Regions from separate parts of the Mus musculus genome. Here all the other regions are linked to region 1. Evidence: chromatin contacts called from public Hi-C and promoter capture Hi-C data. All regions are on one chromosome and are shown on one strand. The core of a region is the stretch at or near the end of the contact, and the rest is flanking DNA. Distances in the headings are between cores, read along the strand shown.

Evidence for each region. A called contact is a pair of places that touch in the nucleus more often than the background predicts. Capture Hi-C pulls out chosen DNA fragments and counts their contacts.
Region 2: a promoter capture Hi-C map of pancreatic islet shows a contact between it and region 1. The contact joins the promoter of Coq3 here to the promoter of Fbxl4 in region 1. A contact is called at or near these places in 2 of 39 promoter capture datasets (neural stem cells and pre-B cells), 2 of 115 datasets of contacts at active chromatin or transcription factors (effector CD8 T cells and memory CD8 T cells) and 3 of 9 other capture datasets (adipose tissue, liver and pancreatic islet).
Region 3: a Hi-C map of rod photoreceptor shows a contact between it and region 1, with 3 times the contacts expected there. The contact joins the promoter of Faxc here to the promoter of Fbxl4 in region 1. A contact is called at or near these places in 1 of 39 promoter capture datasets (cranial neural crest), 1 of 484 Hi-C or Micro-C datasets (rod photoreceptor), 1 of 115 datasets of contacts at active chromatin or transcription factors (astrocytes) and 1 of 9 other capture datasets (adipose tissue).

Annotation. Positions count from the first base shown.
Region 1 is chr4:22,356,155-22,359,161 of GRCm38.p6, reverse strand. It overlaps Fbxl4 (F-box and leucine-rich repeat protein 4), which reads right to left and starts at 1,619. Exons shown (of 9, transcript NM_172988.4): 1 at 1,481-1,619.
Region 2 is chr4:21,878,045-21,881,051 of GRCm38.p6, reverse strand. Coq3 (coenzyme Q3 methyltransferase) reads right to left here and starts at 1,406. Exons shown (of 7, transcript NM_172687.2): 1 at 1,256-1,406. The coding sequence starts at 1,364.
Region 3 is chr4:21,929,868-21,932,874 of GRCm38.p6, reverse strand. Faxc (failed axon connections homolog) reads right to left here and starts at 1,549. Exons shown (of 6, transcript NM_175234.4): 1 at 1,046-1,549. The coding sequence starts at 1,311.

The sequences.
Region 1 (3,007 bases), core at 370-2,869:
CAACTCAGTGCAGTTCTTCATACCTTTAGCCCCATCTCTCAGGGGCCAGGGCCAACAAGACCTCTAAGAGAGCCCAGCCAAGGCTACATTGAGAGCTCTACCTCAACACTCAAACACAAAAGGAATCCAACCTGCCCTCAACTAAATGTTCATTACAAAAATATCCACTGATGTTCATGATATGTCAGACAAGGTTTGAATCGCCACACACTGTAAAGCTGGAGAAACAAGAGCAGCATGGCATTACCACAGGAAGTAGGTCACTGCTAGCAGTTCAGAAGGTCTCAAGAATACACGGGCGCCAAGTGTTCACCATATACCAGCACTTGACAGGAAGAAAAAGAACAGAACTCGACAAATTGGGATGAAGTCATTGGCCAGTAATAACCAAGAAGGCACAGCATTATTTATCTCACACCAAAGTTGAGTAAGACAACAAACCATGGGGCACGTGCACGGAGGGGGGTGGGGGTTAGTCACAATCCATATTATGAAAGACCCAAGAGGACTCCAAACTTAGAACAGCGAAGACGGCAAATAGTAACGCTTCCAAGCTGAGAAGACTGGGCAGTGGCTTGGTAAAGATTCGACGACCATATTTGAAAGCAAAACATCAGCTGTAAACAACACTGTAAGACAGCAGCAACAGGACCACAAACAACCAGGTCTTAGGCCCTGACCTCTCTGACTTTGAAAACAAAGACGGAATAGGGTTCAAAAGAGCCAAAACGTGGGACAGGAATTTTTCAAATTGGTACGCAAGTCTGGAAATAATGGAATTCAATGACTACTCAAGACTGTCTAATTCTTAGCGCCACTAGATGAGACTTCACTTCCACCCAAGACTTACTCCAAGACAGAGGAGTGCGAGGGACCCTGTACTCATTAATCGTGTAGGACGAGAGAGTGGGCAAGATAAGCAGTGTGCCTGCCTTAGGATCTCCTCAGAGTGTGCGCAGGAAGCAGAGGGAGCAGGTGGCTCCCAACAGAGCAGACCAGTGGGCCACAGCCAGCTAACTTCCTGACCCTTTGTGGATTACAAGTAGAACTGACTGCTGACAGCTCTGGGACTAAGAGCACTTGGGAAGCCGATGAAATGCAGAACCAACCCCATCGCCAAACATAGTTGACAAGTGGCTGGGCCCACCCCAGACGATGGAAAGAAGGCTGCAGCCTGGCATCTCCTGGCTCGAGCCTGCCTGGACAGAAACCTTCCCGCGTGAGAGGGAAGTCAGGGCTGCGCAGCCTGCAGGCCCAGCGTCCGCAGCTCGCCGTGAGCGTGCCAGGCCCAAGAGAGCCGCGACAGGAGGCGGCGGCACCCACGTCCGGTCTCCGCCAGCACAGCGGCGCAGCACCATAGGCACGCGTGGGCCCAGAGCCTCCGCCCCGCGCTCCCCAGAGTGGCGCGCGCCCGGCCCCGCCCACGCCGAGGGGGGAACGTCGAGACCTTGAAGAGGGAGGAAGGAAGAAAGCGCCGTACCCTGCAGGGTCCGGAACTGGGCGAACAGAGCTTCGCCGCAAGCCCGCAGCGTGGGCAGCAGGAGACGGCTCCCAGTATCCCGTGCTGCTGCCGCGGCGGCGGGCCCGGCCCAGCGCGACCCGGAAGGAAGACCGAGGCCGGGAGGCGGGGCGGGGCCGGAGGCGGGGCGGGGCCTGGCGAAGGGCGGGGCCAGGGTCGGGCTGGCTGCTGCCGGATTGCCCTGGTTGTTTGAGCTGATTAGCCAGGCCAGTGGTGCTTTAGAAATGGCCTGTTTGCTCGGGGACTGGCAGCGGGTTGCAGAACCTTTACGCTACTCATCCTGCCAAAGATAGCCCTCCAGAAGTAATGTAGTTCTGCTGGAGCTTCTTCGGACTTGGTGACTCAACCCAAGTATTATGCAAAAAAGCACTTCAGCACAGGAGCACTAGAAAGAGAACTTCTAGAGCAGTAAAAGTTCTCAGCAGGCACAATCCACCAATTAATATACAAATTCTTCAGCCCTCAGAAACAAACCTTCCCTGCAGGCGCATATTCACCTGACCACCTGTGATGAAGATGCTGTCACGGGTCTCCCTTAAGTCTCCATTTCTTTTCAAATGAACCTTTCTTCAGTTGTCGTTACATCTGTCTTTCCACAAGGTTTCCATTAATAAAAAAAAACTTTAAGATTTATTTTAATTTTTTATTAATCTGTGTGTGTGTGTGTGTGTGTGTGTGTGTGCTGTTCATGCGCACACATGTGTTCAGGTGCCATTGAAGGCAGAAGAGATCAGATATCCTGGAGCTGAAATTACAGGCATTTGTGAGCTGTCAGAAGTGGATTCTGGGAACCAAACAGGGTCTCTGAAAGAGCTGTCTCTCCAGCCCTATTTATGGGAAACTCAATAATATGCTGAACCACTCATGATTTCCAATTTTCTCTTGAAGAAGCAAAATAGAAAGAATACTTGTTAATTTTATGTTACTTTCTTTTCCATCGCTGTAACAAAACATCACAGCCAAAACAATGAGACTTGGGATTCCAGATGGTTAAGAATCACTTACATACCCGGAGCACTGCAGCAAGCACCAGGTATGGTGGCACAAACAACTAAGAGCTCACATCTCCAACTGCAAACAACGAAGTACAAAGAACCAACTCGAAACAGGTAAGTCTTTGATCTGTCAAAGCCAGGCCCAATGACTGACTTCCATCAGCAAAGCCATACCTCCTCCACCTCCCCAAACAGACCAACTAGGAACCACATATTGAAAGGCCCCAGCATATAAAAGTATCTCATCCAGACCACCACATGAAGTGAAACAATTATGCTATGCTGTGTAATCTACACAAAAGTGAAATTTTAATCAAAAACTTCAAACTCAATTTCCATCTTCCATTCTTAACTGTGACACTATCTGGTGAGCTAGGTTCTAAAAGGAGAGGGTTAGAACTGGGTGTGGTGGAGCATGTCTTTAATCCCAGCCATTGGGGGGCAGAGGCAGGCAGATGTCAGTGAGTTCAAGGCCAGCAGGAAGAGCATTCCA
Region 2 (3,007 bases), core at 157-2,656, 480 kb after region 1:
AATTAGAGCAATGGCATCATGTCAGCAGAGCTGGCAAAGGCACGGAGGAGGTGACTATACGTAAGGGAAGAACATGCCAATCACAACAGCTTGGGAGGCCGAGGCAGGTGGGTCTTCTGATGTATGAGACACACATTAAAAGGTTTCTAAAAAATGGACCAGAGATGTTCTGGATCTCTGGAACAATGACTCGGATTGTTCTGGAAGACAAAGTTTAAACAATAAAAGAGTATAAATGTATATAAAGACAATAAAATCTTATAAAAGACAATAGAAGAGTATAAAATCATCTCTCCAGAAAATTAAAGTTGGAATCGTAATTCCATCTAGATCTCCAAGTTCATTAATATTTATTTATATCTTGCTCTCTTAAAAATTATAATTATTTTTTTCAGTAGTATTTAAATAGGTATTATTGCTGTTACTGTCATATTAAAATTCCCAACCATACCAATCTCTACCATATAGTGGTCATTTTCTTTTCTTTTTTTTTCTTTTTTTTTTTTGTTTTTTTTTTTGTTTTTGTTTTTGTTTTTCGAGACAAGGTTTCTCTGTGTAGCCCTGGCTGTCTTGGAACTCACTCTGTAGACCAGGCTGGCCTCGAACTCAGAAATCCGCCTGCCTCTGCCTCCTGAGTGCTGGGATTAAAGGCGTGTGCCACCACGCCCGGCCTGGTCATTTTCTTGTAAAGGTTGAACCTAATTATCTGCGTACTACTTGCGTTTAAAAATCTATAGCACCAAATGCAGTTAGCTCTTTACTTTATTTGCCAAACAAGAGCATAAATGCCTTAAATTCTTTGGCGGGGACGGTAAGATGGTGAGCAATAAAGTAGTGAGGCAGCGCTAGGACGTTCCCCGTGTGTCTTTCTTGGTTTGGTTTGGAAAGCAAGAACCACCTCCAGGATCCAGCAAGTTGAATGGCGGCTCCCGGGCCACAAGCTCATAGAACGCAAATAAAATAGGGCAAAGGTCGTGGGCTACCCGGCGGCGGCGGCACAAGAGACACGCTCTCCGAGGCCCAGATCCTTAGTCCTCAGCCTTTTTCCCCTGGCTTCTCAGACCTGGAGGGTTGTAGCCGCTGGAGAGAGCAACACCAGGTCCCGGAGGTCACCAGGGATGAGGACGGGGCAGCGCGGCGCTGCTTTTAACCAGACCCCACGGAGCCGGACAGCCCACCGCTCTCTGCCGCGCTTGCGCAGAGCCGCCCCGGCACCCGAGGCGTGCGGAAGAACCTCCGCGCCGGCGACACTCACCCGACCGTGAAGTTAGGCGAGGAGGCTGGGCGACCGCGCTGGGGCACCCAAACCCTAGCGTTTCCAGGAGACGAACCCCACGAGAGCCCAGCCTTCCACCTCTCCACATCGCGACTAGAATCCTACTCCTTTTCCGGTCCCTCCTCACAACAAATCCCCAGCGGAAGGGTTCCGCCTCCTACACTCGCGGATGCCGGCTTTTGCATTTGCATTAGTTAATGTGAATTTGTGGTCACCGTTAACTCGAGCTCCTCTATCAAATTATGTCTGCAATGAAATAAAGAGATGTTCCTAATAAAAGGCCACGAAGACCTACCTACCTTCTCGTCCTACGAGTCACGCCGTGCTGTTTTCGTATTTACGAGCTATCTCCTCAGTCTTGGAAAACCGACTCTAATGCTTAAAATCAAGTACGGAAATGCTTTTTCCGAGAAACCCATTCTCTTTCAATGCGCTCAAGTAATCACAGAGAACAGAAGTCCACATCTAAAGTACATTCTTTGAAACTGACCCTTTATTCTGTTCAGGATACACCGTATGTAGCAGAAAACTCCTTACACTCAGTTTAGACGTTTATTGGAAGTAGAAACGGAGCAGTATGAAAGATTCTAGTATGAATCTAATATGAAGTTCATACTAGTTTTTTTTTTTTTTTTTTTTTTTGTCAACTTGACATTAATTTGATTCACCAGGAAACAGGGACCCTCTCCTGAATTGCCTTCATTAGACTGAACTGCGTGTTTGTGGGGCGGCGTTTTCTTGATTGATGTTCAGCCCTTTGGAAAGTGGAACTGGGTTGTATCTGAAGCTTGCATTTATGGATCTCGCCCAGACTTCCCTCAATGATTGATTAGGATCTCTAAGCCAAAGAGAAAGAAACCCTTCCTAGAGTTGCTTTTAGTCAGTGTTTTATCCCAGCAACTAAAAGCAAACCAGGAACGGTTAAAAAACAAACAACAAAATAAAAAATAATGCCCTCATAAAAAGAAGGGTAAACTCCTAAAATTTAGGGCGTCATTCTACATTTCAGCAGGCAGTGCTGTCCTTTAAATCGGGGAAACTTACTAAGCTCTCATCCTCTGAGCTAAAATACTAACCTCATAAGCTGTATGAAAACCAGCTGCTCTATCACTGTCAGAGGTCCCTGTGTTTGGAGGTATATGGCCATTTCTCCAAATGAAGGTGGAAAGTTTTATACACAAGTTGAAGTGTCATGTTTTTGCTGGATTGACAGACCCACGGAAAATCATGGTTAACACTCTTAAGGACTTCTGTGCATGGACTGTACTTAACATTAAGTGTACACCACACAGCTCCATAGCCATCCCAGTCTCGCTTCAGCAAAGGCAGGAAGTGATATGCTTAAATACTGGTAGGAAGCAAAGAACCCTCTAAATCCCCCCACGCAGCAACAAAACGCTTTTCTGTAAGTTCAGTTGAGCTGTGTCAGAAATAAAATTGTGGTGACTGTAATGCAGTATGTAGCCATTACTGTAGGAAAGTTCCAGAGTAACTCCAGTCTTACTTATGAACAAGCTGTAAACTAGCTCATACATATTTTAGAAAACTCAACACCCATTTAACATTTGCAATGTGTTCTAGTTCTTTAATAAAAAATGAAGGGTAAGTCACTTTATGTCTACACAAGCTTTATCCCTTTGAACAATCTACTACATCCATCCAGCTGAATGAGTTCTTGGACTTACTCAAAAAGTCTATCACACGGTATCCACTCTGAGAAATTCTATATTG
Region 3 (3,007 bases), core at 300-2,799, 430 kb after region 1:
GGTCACCAGCCACTTTACAGCCTCTAGAACCATGCTCCTCCTTCACCCTACCCCTGGAAAATATGGTAGGAACACATCCCAGCTCCTTCGAAAATACTGGTCAGAAGAGAAATTCTGAGCTACGGAAAATTGCTCTGCCTCCAATAATCTCCAGAGACTGGGGTCCCAAATGCATGGAAATTTTAACCCAAAATTGACATGCCCATTAGCCAAAGGCTGTCTCAGTACCCAGTGGCATCTACCACTAAAGATCTATCTATGGGACTAGCAGTCCCAACAGCAGGGGCATCCATTTATTGTAATTTTCAAGTCAGCCCTGTACACATTCTGCGGCAGGCAGCCATGAAACTGTTTACAGCCCAGGGAGACTCCCTGTTATGCCAAGTGCTCCATGTGCTAGCGCTGCCCTCAGATCTCCTACCGCTCGCAGAATGATTGTATTTAAGCTTGAAGGTGCTTACAGTTCCACACCAGATAAGCAGGTAAGCAGGTTAAGGCTGCATCAAAACTGAACAGGGTTACACCAAGCTTCTGCAACTGCAGCCTCCTAATAATGTTGACATTTATAAAGAAGAGTAAGAGAGAACTAACCTTTTAGGTAAAGATGAGGTTAATAGTTAATGTTCCAGCATCATTACCCATAAACCAATTAGGCGTTTATAAAAGTGTACCTTAGTATTTCTACAGAGCTTTATTCTATTGTTACGAATGCACTGATTGCAGTTAGACTCTTCCTATGGGCTTTAGCAGATTGTTTATATCCATAACACTGGTGACTCACAGCACTTTGCTTTTAGCATCGAAATGATGGAAGGAAAACGCTTTCTTTCCCTTCCCAATTTAACCCTCCCATCAACTCTAAATGGCTCCTTACAAGTGGCCAGGTGACCGTGAAACGCCTTAGGGGGTTAGAGGATGAGAGAGGACGCTTGGACCTTTGGGCGGCGGGACCTAGGGGCTGGTTCCGGAACCCCCTTTGAGCCAGCCCTACCCGGGCTAGCTGCCCTGGTCAGTGCCCGCTTCGGGGGCCCTCTCTCCGGCTCACCTAATGACCAGGAGTTCGTGGAGCAGATACGCAGCCGCGGCCAGCAAAGCTCCCCCGGTCAAATAAAGGGTTTTCTTCCACCAGGGATCCGAGCCCAGCCCTGCCATGATCCCACCGTAATCCTGCAAAGGGAAAGCGATGATGTCCCCATAAAAGGAGAAGGGCTCCTCGGACCCGGCCCACCAGCCGAAGAAGGAGATGCTCTGGTTCCAGCTCAGGTCCACCACGCACGGCCTGGACGAGGCAAAGCCAACCCCCCAGTGCATGCTGCGCGGCTGGCTCCGGGCGCCCCTCCCAGGGCCCGCGCCGCCCGCATGGGAAGAGGCCGGCGCCCGGGCGAGCGGGCGGGTTCAGCGGTGCGCAGGGGGCGCGGGCGGAGGCGACGGCGGAAGGACGCGGACGGCGAGCGGAGATCTGGGATGGCTGGGCCCCCGGGCCCGGCGAGGCAGCGGCGGCCGCCGGCCTCCCTGGCCGAGGCCTCTCGCAGGCGCTCTTTGTGTCAGCGCGTGGAAAGGGCCACGTGATGTCATTGCTCCCCTGGGCCCGGCAACAGAGGCGGGATAATGTCACCTACCCCGCGCCCTGCCCCCGCCCCGCATCCCCGCGGTGCGCTGCCTCTGCTCGGCCGCAGCTGCGGGGCTGGACGCCCGGGCTCGGGGAGGCGGGCGGCGCGGGAGGCTGCGATGGCTGCGGCTGAGCCGAGCCCAGAGCCGCCGCCCTCGGTTCCACCCGCTCCCGCCCGCAGGCGCCTTGCGGAGCGCAGGGAACTCACCTGCCCTGAGCCACAGACCGGAAACCTTGGGCCAGGGCAGATTAAGGTCGGGAGCGTCTGTCTGCTCTCATTGCTTTAAAGAGCTCAGGTAAGCACAGTCACCTAGGTCCCAGGCAAGGTGCTGATGAAGTGATTGAGGTCCGCCTTGACAAATAACAGCAGAAAGTACTCTAGGTGAGAAATCTTCCCACCTTGGAAATCGTTACCAAGGATATCGCTGATACAGGATGGTCCCTTTGGGTGCTGAAAATTTGTAAAATAAGCAACTGTGTATTAAATGGTTTTCCCACTCTGGGTAACCCTGAAGAGATCGATTAGAGATTGGATTTAGGGCCTTATACATGGCAGGCACGCTCTCTACCAACATGGAATGTTCTAGATCCTTTAAATCCTTAAATGTAGACCATGTGTTCTAGCCAGAGCATGGGCAGTTTCAGTTTAGAGGAAATAAAAATATTGAAGACATATGATTTGTCACAATTTAAAATTCAAGTATGACTATAAGAATACATCTGTCCCCCAATACAGTAGAGACTGGGGTGCTGATGAAAGGGGCTCCCATTTCCTGGATTTCACCCCCTTAGAATAAACAGGTTGTACAGTCATGCTAGAAATAAAACAAAAGATTGTTTACCACCATAGCTAGAGAAGGAGGCCCTACCCAAGTTGTCACGAATTTTAGGGTCATCCCAAAGGGAGTTAAAGACCTCTCAGGATGTGTAGTCTGACATGAACTTCCATGAGAAGGAGACAGCAATCAGCCCAATGCAGTGACAGAGGAGGCCAACAGAAGGCCAGCCTGGGCCAGATACCAAGGAGCTACAGGGTGTCATCCCCCACACACTAACACAATACACACATCCTGCAAGGCACTGCAGCACTAGGTGGGACTAGGGGCATCCTCTCCCACTGAGACAAGATGAGGTGGTCCATTTAGGGGTGCGGGATCCACAGGCAGGCAACAGGCCCTGCACCAGTTGTTGGGGGACTGGAAGACTGACTCTTTAAAGAACCGCTTCTTTTCTTTCGTTTTTTCAAGGCAGGGTTTCTCTGTGTAGCCCTGGTTGTCCTGGAACTCACTCTGTAGACCAGACTGGCCTCGAACTCAGAAATCCGCCTGCCTCTGCCTCCCAAGTGCTGGGATTAAAGGCATGTGCGACCACTGCCCTGCTAAAAAACAAAACAAAACA